Regions from separate parts of the Mus musculus genome. Here all the other regions are linked to region 3. Evidence: chromatin contacts called from public Hi-C and HiChIP or PLAC-seq data. All regions are on one chromosome and are shown on one strand. Each heading gives the region's core, a stretch centred on a gene start, on an enhancer-like site or on the middle of the called end of the contact. The rest is flanking DNA. Distances are from core to core; before and after follow the strand shown. Region 1 overlaps Sema4d (sema domain, immunoglobulin domain (Ig), transmembrane domain (TM) and short cytoplasmic domain, (semaphorin) 4D). Region 2 overlaps Sema4d (sema domain, immunoglobulin domain (Ig), transmembrane domain (TM) and short cytoplasmic domain, (semaphorin) 4D). Region 3 holds the start of Secisbp2 (SECIS binding protein 2).

The links. Hi-C and Micro-C count contacts between places; a contact is called where the count stands out from the background. HiChIP or PLAC-seq counts read pairs in DNA pulled down with a chosen protein or histone mark.
Region 1: a Hi-C map of Sertoli cells shows a contact between it and region 3, with 2.3 times the contacts expected there. The contact joins the enhancer-like site here to the promoter of Secisbp2 in region 3. A contact is called at or near these places in 10 of 39 promoter capture datasets (the C10 cell line, the HPC-7 cell line, HPC-7-derived erythroid cells and 6 more), 1 of 15 datasets of contacts at CTCF or cohesin (large pre-B cells), 35 of 484 Hi-C or Micro-C datasets (the 63-12 cell line, B cells, CD8 T cells and 24 more), 7 of 115 datasets of contacts at active chromatin or transcription factors (CD8 T cells, the HPC-7 cell line, bone marrow-derived dendritic cells and 2 more) and 4 of 9 other capture datasets (adipose tissue, embryonic stem cells, liver and 1 more).
Region 2: a contact with region 3 is called in an H3K4me3 HiChIP or PLAC-seq map of the SCID.adh cell line, with 18 read pairs. The contact joins the enhancer-like site here to the promoter of Secisbp2 in region 3. A contact is called at or near these places in 3 of 39 promoter capture datasets (the C10 cell line, hematopoietic stem and progenitor cells and neutrophils), 2 of 15 datasets of contacts at CTCF or cohesin (CD8 T cells and large pre-B cells), 5 of 484 Hi-C or Micro-C datasets (CD8 T cells, embryonic retina, natural killer cells and 1 more), 15 of 115 datasets of contacts at active chromatin or transcription factors (the 230-238 cell line, CD4 T cells, CD8 T cells and 9 more) and 3 of 9 other capture datasets (adipose tissue, liver and pancreatic islet).

Annotation. Positions count from the first base shown.
Region 1 is chr13:51,717,677-51,720,794 of GRCm38.p6, reverse strand. Sema4d (sema domain, immunoglobulin domain (Ig), transmembrane domain (TM) and short cytoplasmic domain, (semaphorin) 4D) reads left to right here. Exons shown (of 16, transcript NM_013660.5): 6 at 191-289. Among named protein-coding and RNA genes, the nearest start is that of Secisbp2, 68 kb to the right of the region's middle. Within about 2 kb of position 1,349, at least 4 of the 459 cell types and tissues checked have an H3K27ac peak or open chromatin away from gene starts, as enhancers often do. A contact at or near this core is called in Sertoli cells, where this site is marked.
Region 2 is chr13:51,761,493-51,764,786 of GRCm38.p6, reverse strand. Sema4d (sema domain, immunoglobulin domain (Ig), transmembrane domain (TM) and short cytoplasmic domain, (semaphorin) 4D) reads left to right here. Exons shown (of 16, transcript NM_013660.5): 2 at 1,467-1,535. Among named protein-coding and RNA genes, the nearest start is that of Sema4d, 31 kb to the left of the region's middle. Within about 2 kb of position 1,581, at least 72 of the 459 cell types and tissues checked have an H3K27ac peak or open chromatin away from gene starts, as enhancers often do. A contact at or near this core is called in CD8 T cells, the SCID.adh cell line, pancreatic cancer cells and 2 more, where this site is marked.
Region 3 is chr13:51,649,917-51,653,393 of GRCm38.p6, reverse strand. Secisbp2 (SECIS binding protein 2) reads right to left here and starts at 1,686. Exons shown (of 17, transcript NM_029279.2): 1 at 1,574-1,686; 2 at 639-787. The coding sequence starts at 1,609. Cks2 (CDC28 protein kinase regulatory subunit 2) reads right to left here. Exons shown (of 3, transcript NM_025415.3): 3 at 2,732-3,057. The coding sequence ends at 3,005.

The DNA.
Region 1 (3,118 bases), core at 100-2,599, 68 kb before region 3:
ACTGCATGTGGACCACAGAGATAAAGTTTCCGTTGCAGAGCCTGGCTCATGGTGCAGTGTGCCCCCTCTATGGGCATAGACAGACCAAACCTGAGCAGAGGAGAGAACAAGGCAGCAAATGACTGGCCTTTACCATGTGGATACAAGGGTTCTTTGATGGGTGCCTGTTAATGGGGTGTTTCCCTTGCAGACGGAATGCCTAAACTACATTCGAGTACTACAGCCACTAAGCAGCACTTCCCTCTATGTGTGTGGGACCAATGCGTTCCAGCCCACCTGTGACCACCTGGTAAGACCACAACATATCCCTGTGTGAAGTGCTCACGTACCAGCCTGGCTAGCGACTAAAGCAGAGCCAGCCTGTCTCAGTCAGGCTTTCTATTCCTGCACAAAACATCATGCATGACTAAGAAGCAAGCTGGGGAGGAAAGGGTTTACTCAGCTTACACTTCCACATTGCTATTCATCACCAAGGGAAGTCAGGACTGGAACTTAAACAGGTCAGGAAGCAGGAGCTGATGTAGAGGCCATGAAGGAATGCTGCTTACTGGCTTGCTTCCCCTGGCTTGCTCAGTTTGCTTTCTTATAGAACCAAGACTACCATCCCAGGGATGGCACCACCCACAATGGACCCTCCCACCCTTGATCACTAACTGAGAAAATGCCTTACAGCTGGATCTCATGGAGGCATTTCCTCAAGGGAGGCTCCTTTCTCTGTGATAACTCCAGCTTGTGTCAAGTTGACATGCAAAACCAGACAGTACACAGCCTCTCCTGTTCTTTCTGCAAACTGCAAGGACTAAGAACTATACAGTCGGATTTCTGACAGCAACAATTGCCCCGTTCCTCCTGATGAGGGTTCTGTGAGGTCCATGGGATGATCTATGGTAGCCATGAGGTAGCTGTACTTTCCAAAAAGAATAAATACCGAGAGATCGGTGTTAGATACTGAAACATCAAATTGGATGTGCAAAACATCCAGCAGAAATCAGGGCAATCTGATTAAGGAAGCTGGCTGGGGTTCCCAGCAGAGTTCTAGTCAGAGCAAGAATGTCCATTTGGGTGGGACTTTTAAATAAAAGAACAAACGGCAGCAGAGAGATGCCGTTGCCTTGGGAGCATCAGGCATCCATCAAGAACTGACTGGGGAAGTTGAGGCAGTCAGCTGGAGCCATCTCTCTGTAGCTGAGATCCCATGGCTGACCTCCCCCGCCATCCCCACCCTCACTCCCCAACCCCCCCACCCCGCCACTGTATTGTGAGATAAATAACAGTAAGCTCTTCTGCAGATGGTTCACCCCCTAGATGCTCTCAAGGGCACAGTGTTTCTCAAGGGCACAGTGTTTCTCAAGGGCACAGTGTTTTTACTCTGGGGTTGCTTGCTCTTCTCTCTGTCACAGAGTCAGGGACCTTGGAAGACACTGGGAAAACATGCTTGGGTCTGAAATGGAGGAGGGGAAACCCTGCTGCCAGAACCATTTTCCCCCTTGAGCTCACACAGCACAAGAAAGCTTACCAATACGATGTATATTACAGGTCACTTACTTACTTAGCCCTTGCTGTGACCAAATACTTGATAAAATAAGTAGCTTAAGGGGAAAAGATTATCGAAGGCACCTCAGCCAAACAGAAGGCATCTTGTGGACAAGTAATGCTGGCCTGTAAACACCCAGGCGCACCCCCAGAAACCCGCTTTCACGGTAGGTCTCACTTCTACATCCACCACCTGGAGAGACACCCATGAGCCCATGGGTGACATTTTACAAATAAAACGATAACAAATATGAAAACGTAATAGATGGGTTTCCTCTCTTCTCTGCTGGGCATAGATCCAAATTTTGCACCAAATGCCAAAACCTTGGCTCTTCCCAAGCCTTATATTGTATACCTGATGGCCACGAGGCTAGGTGTTCAAGGAAAGGTAGCTAGCCTGTTCAAGGAAAGGTTGGTCTGCTGAGCACGGGGTGAGTGATGCCATGCAGGGCAGGGCAGGGCAGCTCAGGAGGCAGGAGAGTAGTTCATTGCTCTGCTGCAGCCGGCTGCAGATGACTGGAATCCCGGGTGGGGGAGGCTTCTGAAATGAAGAGCCTCATTCACCTAAACTCAGCCAGCTGAAGTTTAAAGCTTGTTCCCAGTAAGAGTTCAGTTAGAGTTGTCTTAGTTAGGGTTGTACTGCTGTGAACAGACACCATGACCAATGCAAGGCTTACAAAGGACAACATTTAATCGGGGCTGGCTTATAGGTTCAGAGGTTCAGTCCATTATCATTAAGGTAGGAACATGGCGGCAGCCAGGCAGTGCCTGGTGCAGGCAGAGCTGAGAGTTCTACATCTTCATCTGAAGGCTGCTAGCAGAATACTGGCTTCCAGGCAGCTAGGATGAGGGTCTTATAGCCCATACCCACAGTGACACACCTACTCCAACAGGGCCACACCTTCTAATAGTGCTACTCCCTGGGCTGAGCATGTACAAACCATCACAAGAGGCTTACCTAGATTGCAAGAGATGTTTGGTTTTGATCCCCAGGACCACAATACACTCACCACATGCCTATACACCATACATACATACACACACATACATGTACCATACATACACCATACGTACATACACACACACAAACTCCCCTCAGTTGGGGATATAACTAGATAGAACAGACTCATTAGAAATTCTCTTAGGCAGCTAGGTATGGTGGGAAGGCTCCTGAGTATGAGGTCAGCCTAGCTTACAAGCTCAAAAGGAAAAAAAAAAGAGAGAGAATTAAGAAACTAAATATTTGTATAGATGTCTGAGGAGAGAGGCCACTGCACAGGTTTGACTGGCTAAACTAACTGTGTACTGGGATACAACCAAAATTCTAGTGTGTGTGTGTGTGTGTGTGTGTGTGTGTGTGTGTGTGTGTGTACACTTGATAAGTGCGGTCCGTGGATCCCATAGCCTTTAGAAGCATTTCTCCTAAGAATGGGGACATTTTCCTGCCAACTGGTTTCATCATTGCAGATAAGGAAGCACAGTGATTGCCAGTATCCTCCGCCCCTCCCACCTCCCCAGTATCCTCCGCCCCTCCCGCCTCCCCAGTATCCTCCACCCCTCCCGCCTCCCCAGTATCCTCCGCCCC
Region 2 (3,294 bases), core at 332-2,831, 110 kb before region 3:
ATCCAGAGGTGGGGTGCTAGCATCCATTGGGCATCTTTTGATGTTTGGGTATCATGGCAAGGGCATCACACAGTGAGACAGATCGAGCATTCGAGGCATGGGTTTCTTCCTCTTCTTTAAAGCTACTAATGTTATCATGGAGGCCAAATCCTCATGACCTCATCTAATTACCTTGCAAAAGCCCCACCTCCAAATACCGGCAGTGCAGGAATACAGAGATTCAGTGTCACCCTCTTAATACTGGAACAGTAGGGCTGCCAAATTTCAACACAGGGATCTGGGAGGTACTCTTTCAGTAGCAGGATATATGGCAGGAACTTCCCGACTGTGTTGGGAGGTCTCTGGGCCATCCCCATCCCTGGCCCTGGTGATCCCTGTCCACCTAGAAGTGGTAATGACACCTTGTTTATTCCTCATGTAGTTAATGACACCAAACTGTCAACATCTCTGATTTGCCCTCTACAGTTTTATGCTCTGGTTAGGGGCTGTGCAGGTTCCAGGAGACCTTATGAAAGGTGGCCCTGGCATTTTCTGCCTGCTGTTTCTGTGTCTTTTGTGTATTGCATAGTAAAACCTTTCCTGCTTTGATTTTTTTTCTTTTTTTTTAAGCCCACAAGTTCGAGTAGTCTTGGTTTCATCCCTCCCTATCCTCTGCTTAAAATGGTTGACTGTGTGCTAACACTGGCCTTTCTTAACGTGTGGTTCTAGTTCAGGGCATGCATTGGAAATGTGCTAAAATGTCATTCTTTTTTAAAGCTTTTTTAAATGTTTCCTTGTTTGTGCATCACAACATGCATGTGGAAGTCAGAGGACAGCTTGTGAGAGTCAGTTTTCTCTTCCCATTTGTGGGTCCCAGGAATCAAACTCAGAATGTCATGGGGGGGGGGGGCGGGTGGGGAGGGAGGGAGGAAGCACCTTTACTCACTGAGTCATCTCCTTGACCTAAAATGCCATTTTGTATTTATCTATTTACTTGCTTATTTATTTAATGTTTATGGGTACACTGTCACTGTCTTTAGACACACCAGAAGAGGGCATCGGATGCCATTACAGATGGTTGTGAGCCACCATGTGGATGCTGGGAATTGACCTTAGGACCTCTGGAAGAGTAGTCAGTGCTCTTAACCTCTGAGCCATTTCTCCAGCCTCAAAATGTTATCTTTCACAGCCTGCCCCACTCCACACACGCTGATTCTCCTAGTTTGCGCTGGGGACACTCTGCTGCTCTGCTTCCTGGCTAGCTCTGAGAAAATAAGTCAGGGCGGGGCAGACACTGCCAGCACCTTCCTGTTCTTGGTGGCAGTTGCCCTGTGTGGTTCACCTGGCAGATGTGCTGATGTGCCGCACATGACAGCAGACTGCTCTCTTGGGCAGTACTGTTCCTGAGTCTCATGCGCATATGTTAGTGTGTGCGTGTCTGATTCACTTGGGTTCTGCTCATCCCCCCTTTCCAATTCTTGTTTCAGACCCTGGTAACACCACAGGAACACAGCCAAGTCCTGAATACCGACATGTCTGACAGTGCTGATCCCTAGGTGAGTAACCAAATCCACTGCCAAGGAAGATTCCTTGGGAGGTGGCCCCATGAGTCAGCAGTCCGTCTGGTCTATAGCTGGCCCCGTGGTGCGATTAGAGAACCTAGAAAAGCCTGTCTGGGTGAGGGATGGGGGCATTGAAGGTTCCGCGTGGATGGAGGGAGAATGGCTGCCAGCAAGATGCTTCTGGGTAAAGCATATTGAGATGGTGAATTGCTCACTTTTCTGTTGAATTCCCAACAACAGCAACTTAAGGAAGGAGGGAAGGGTTCATTCTGGCTCAGTTTAGGACAAAGCCTGCAGGGGCAGGTGGACAGCAGGAGCTTGAGACCTCGGATCTGGCCACATCTGCAGTGCAGAAGCCGAGGGAAACAATGTTGCACTTCAGCTGGCCTTCTCTTTATTCAGCCGGGAACCCCACCCCACAGGATAGAACAACCCATACTCAGGGCTGGTCTTTCAGCCTCAGTTGAACCTCTCTGGAAACATCCTCACAGACATACCCACCAGTGCGTGCTTCCGTAGGACTCTAAATCCCATCTGTTGACAAGGGAAATTTACCATCAAAACACCTGAGTCAGCACCAGCTTCCGGGCAAGACAGGAGGGAGCTGGGGTTGAGTCCTGGCATGAGTTATCTACCCTTATACTGCTCCACCTAAAAAAATCCCCTGGGATTTCAGGAGCATGCACTGCGTCTCTGAAGGTAGCCTGTCTCCCTCCCGAGAGAGCTTCCTTGCTTCTCTCCAGTGCTCCCAGCTACTGTGTGACCATGGAGTATTTAAGTCTGTGGAGATGACATGCCAGCCCTTCATGGACACTCACTACACTAGTGTGACTGGACTGGTGAACAGGCTGTTGTATATGGGCCCTGTTGCAAGGGCAGTAGCTATGCCATCCCGTCTCAGTAGCTCCCGGAGAGTATTGGTACTCTTTTTGACATGTGTGAGGAGGAAACTCCATATGGTGAAGGCAGCATCCCCAGCCATTTTCTCAGGAGTGTCTCCAGCTTTGTCTGTGACCTCCTCCCTACCAATTCGAGTCTCCTGTCACTGCTTGCCCCATCCCAGGTCCCCCAAGTGCCTGCCACTTCCTGGCTGACCAAATCATGGATGCGGAGCAGCCAGTCAAACCCCACATCTTCCTCCACAGCAGGGGCCTAGAGGCTCTGACTGAAGGTTTATAGGAACACACCTGCATTCAGTGGGCTTTCTTAACGTGGCTTTTGTCTCCCGCCATATCTCAAGTGTCTGAGTCTTGTCTGGAAGCCCCATTCGTTGGGTTGGCCGGCTGTTAGCACAGCACTTGGGCTTGTGGCTCGGAGGCTTGTCCAAGCGTCTGCTTTCACATCATGGATATAGTCGAGCCCTTATCTGCTGTTCCACTGTGTGCATGTTTGTTCCCTGAAATCAACAAGGAGAAAGAACACAGCACAGTGAAGCATTTGAAAACAGGACAGAGGGCTTACACTAGCACAGCTTAGTCCTATCGCTAACTGTTCTCGAAATCTCAGTGTGTCTAATTTTTAGAAAGGAATTTGCCCTGGGTTTCTGTGTGCTTGAAAAAGCATGGAGCACCCTCCACGCTGTCTGTCACCCCACAGAGGTCTTGGAGGGCAGCTCCCCGGAGGATAAGGGGGGCTGCCATAGTTTGCATATAAAAGACTGCCTAGAAAGGAGATACTTAGGAATATTAAGCTGTATTTTGTAGGGTTTGCATCGAGGTGGAAGCTAAAATAAATTTTCAGGATCTTTCCCAGC
Region 3 (3,477 bases), core at 437-2,936:
ACATCCTGCACTATGCTGCCCAGAAGGCCAGAGTACAAAGAGGATCCTGCACACCACGGAGGCCAGGAGCCGTAAAAGATGGGCACCTTGGTAATTATTCAGTAGACTGGGGATTGACCCTGAGGCCTTGTGTTTGACAGAAAGAGCTGCACCACGGAGCTCTGTCACTGGAGACAGGGTCTCGCTAAGTTGTCCAGCCTGGCATGTTATCTATCTGATCCTTCATCCATCTGTCCTTTTCCCATTTACCCTTCCTTCTTGCCGTTTCTTTTCCCAATACAAATGTGAATTTGTTTGGTTCTGTCTTGCTTTGGTAGCTCTGAAGATCAAGCCCAGGGCCTGACAAATGGCAAAGCAGCATCCTCAGTCCCTACACGCGTGAACCAGTATCAACTGTAAACAAATGACCCTGCAACTGTACTTTCTAAGTTCCGTAGTGTCGGTCCCTTCCTGGATGAAGTTTTTGCACAGAATTTAGTCAGGCTACAGAGCCCAATCTTTGCTGGTTGAAGAGCCTCCTTTCCTCACCTGCAAGCCGTCCTGTAAGATGTTATGTATGTTTCAGTGTGTGAGGCTCTAATCACTACCTCTGGGAGAGAAACCCTCTGCATGAGGCAAGGCATCGAGAAAATACATACTCAGCTGCTGGTGGTTCCTGTACAAATGGATAGTAGGTGGCCGCACAGCCTGGGAAGACACGTGTCTCTGAGGACTCTGACCACGCCACGTTGAGCCCAGCAAACTTAGGGACGAATGGTTTGACATCAGCTGACAACTTGATGCTATCCTGAGGATGAGAGGGTGGGGATGGGCTTTAACGCTCCTGAGATTCGCCAAATGCCATCAAATACAAACCACAAGAAAGGTGCGCCATTCTGATAGGCCCATTGGTGATTACAAAGGTGCAGTGCAAAGACAAAAATGTGTTTGGCAACAATATCTCCCTGATGTTTTTATTATTAAAAAAAAAAAAAAGGTTACTGGACCTTACATGTGAAAAAAGGACAATGAATTAAAGTCGAAGGAAACCCCAACCTTGTTATATAACAAGAACCACAACTCGGAATGCTTCTGAGGATTTAAACTTGAAGATAGTTATTTTTACCTCTTCCATCTTTATACATGAGATATATAAGAACCCTGTACCTAGTGTCGCTAAACTATACCCAAAGGACGCTCAAAGTTATTATGTAAAACACACCGCTGACATTTATTGCCATCTAACTTCTCAACAAAAATCACCACATATTTCATCTGTAGTTAGTAAACCACACGGAACCTCTGAGAGAAAAATCATCCCACAGCCATGAGCCCTTGGAACGCAGAGTATGGGTTATTCTGACAACTTTTATCACCGCGTTTGGCCAATTTAGAGTGGATTTCTGGGACGGCCGGCGCGCCATCTAGCGGTCATGGCAGGCGCGGACGCGGGTGCGAGGTGCCCGAGGCCGTAGGTAGCCTATGTGTTATCATTTCGCTGGCCGAACCGTGAGAGGGTGGTCAAGCCCCCCATCCCCGAACCTCAGGCCCGGCGGCCCCGCGCGTGTGCCTAGACCCGCAGCCCGCCCCTTACCTCGCCGTCCGGCTCCCGCGGCCGCTCCGACGCCATGGCGGCCACGGAAGAGCCCGCGCCGTGAAGCTAGCGGCGCGCCTAACCAACGACTCAGCGTTTCCGCCTTCCTGCGCGGCGGCGCCAGGACGTACGTCACCGAGGCGCGACGGAGGCCTTCCCTGCCGGAAGTGCTCGGCGTCCCGGGCCTCCGGAGCCGCACGTGGAAGACTGGGGCAGCGACAGCTCTAGGGGGTGGCTTGTGGTGGGCCAGGAAGGGCGCGGCTGAGCTCTTACGTGGGGCGGGCTTGGTGATGTGACACTAGGGGAGGCCAGGCTCTGGGCGCCCGCACTGATGCAGTGCAGGAGGGAGACTCCTAGTAAGAGTGAGGCCGGCAGACCTGCTCAGTGGTGAGCTTCCAGGAGCATCTGCTCCTGTGGAGTTTCTAGTAGGATGTCATGGCGGGTGCCTGCAGGCAGATGAAGAACCTTGGAACTAAGAGGAGTCAAATGTTTAGCTATGTGAGACTTCTGCTGGGGCCTGGACAACAGGAAGCTCTCGCAAAACACAACTCCAAAATGAAACCAAGAGCACAGAAACAGGTCGAAGGACAGAAAAAGGTCGCCTGCAATGTGGGGGCATTTGGCAAACAGGCCTTGGAGTCAGTCTGTAGGGTTAGAATTAAACACCAGCCCTTTTTTTCAAGCAAGACACCAGTGCCAGTTCATGGTCAGTAGCCCTGTTAGGTCTAGTGTATCCCACACATGGAAGGCTGTGGCTCTGTAGTGTTTACTGTGTTCAATGAGAAATCACCCCTGCTAATGTCTAACTACAGTCTTGTTTCTGGCCACTCATACTTTTTTTTATGGCTATCCACTGATGTGTGCTTAATTTCTTGGTTCACACAAGATGCACGAATGTGGCACCTGAACTTTTAAGATACTTTTCTCTGAAACCACTAGACTTTTTGTAGACTTGTGGACACTATCAAGCGGTGGGTTTTTCTGTTCACTTGCAGAATCCAAAGTTATTTAGGAAGTAAACTGGCAATAAAGCTGTAATATCCTCATTTGGAGCTTAATATTTCTTTTTCAAGTATGTTTATTTTCTTATATTTCTTTTTCAAGTATGTTTATTTTCCCCAGGGGTAAAAATAATCAAGTCAAATTAATTTCAACAATGGTGATATAAATGCAATATACAAACTTTATTTAACAAAACAGGTAAAATAAAACAGGCATTTATATTAAGAAAAAACTACAAGAAACTATCTTGAACAACTTAAAACAACCCTACTTGCAGTTGCATTTGACTGAGCTCTGTTGCTGTGAAGAATACAGCGCATGCACAGGTATGGATGAAAGGTTTGTACACTTTTCAAGTATTCACTGAATACTACCTTATATACACATATACATTAAATTTGAAAAAGATTAGATGATCCCAGCTGCACTTCATTTTTGTTGTTCTTTTGGAAGAGGTCGTCTAAAGAGAAGAATATGCGGTTCTGTGGAAAGAAAATATTAAGTTCCATGTCACTATTTGAAGTATTCAAAATGAATTGTCGGTGTAATAAATAGTAAATGCGGACAAACTCGTATAATAGCATTGTTCTACCATTTTATCCTTTGACCGACTCTGGAAAATAATTTCTACCTGCAAAATCATTTTCAGTGAAGAGAAATGTAATCTCTTTGAAAAAAGAACAGCTAATTCAAGTCAGCTGCTGGATCTCAGGCTAATTCACATCCAAATAAATAAATTGATGCCATACACACTTAGCTAAGAAAGGGTTGTTCTAGTCAAACCAGATCTCTGGGGGGTGAGGGGGGGGGGTGGGGGCTTAAAAGATTAAACTCAGAGAGTCCACCCAAAGCTTCCTCATTCAACGGGATGAAGGCCAGCATCTATAGCACTTCTGCTTTCC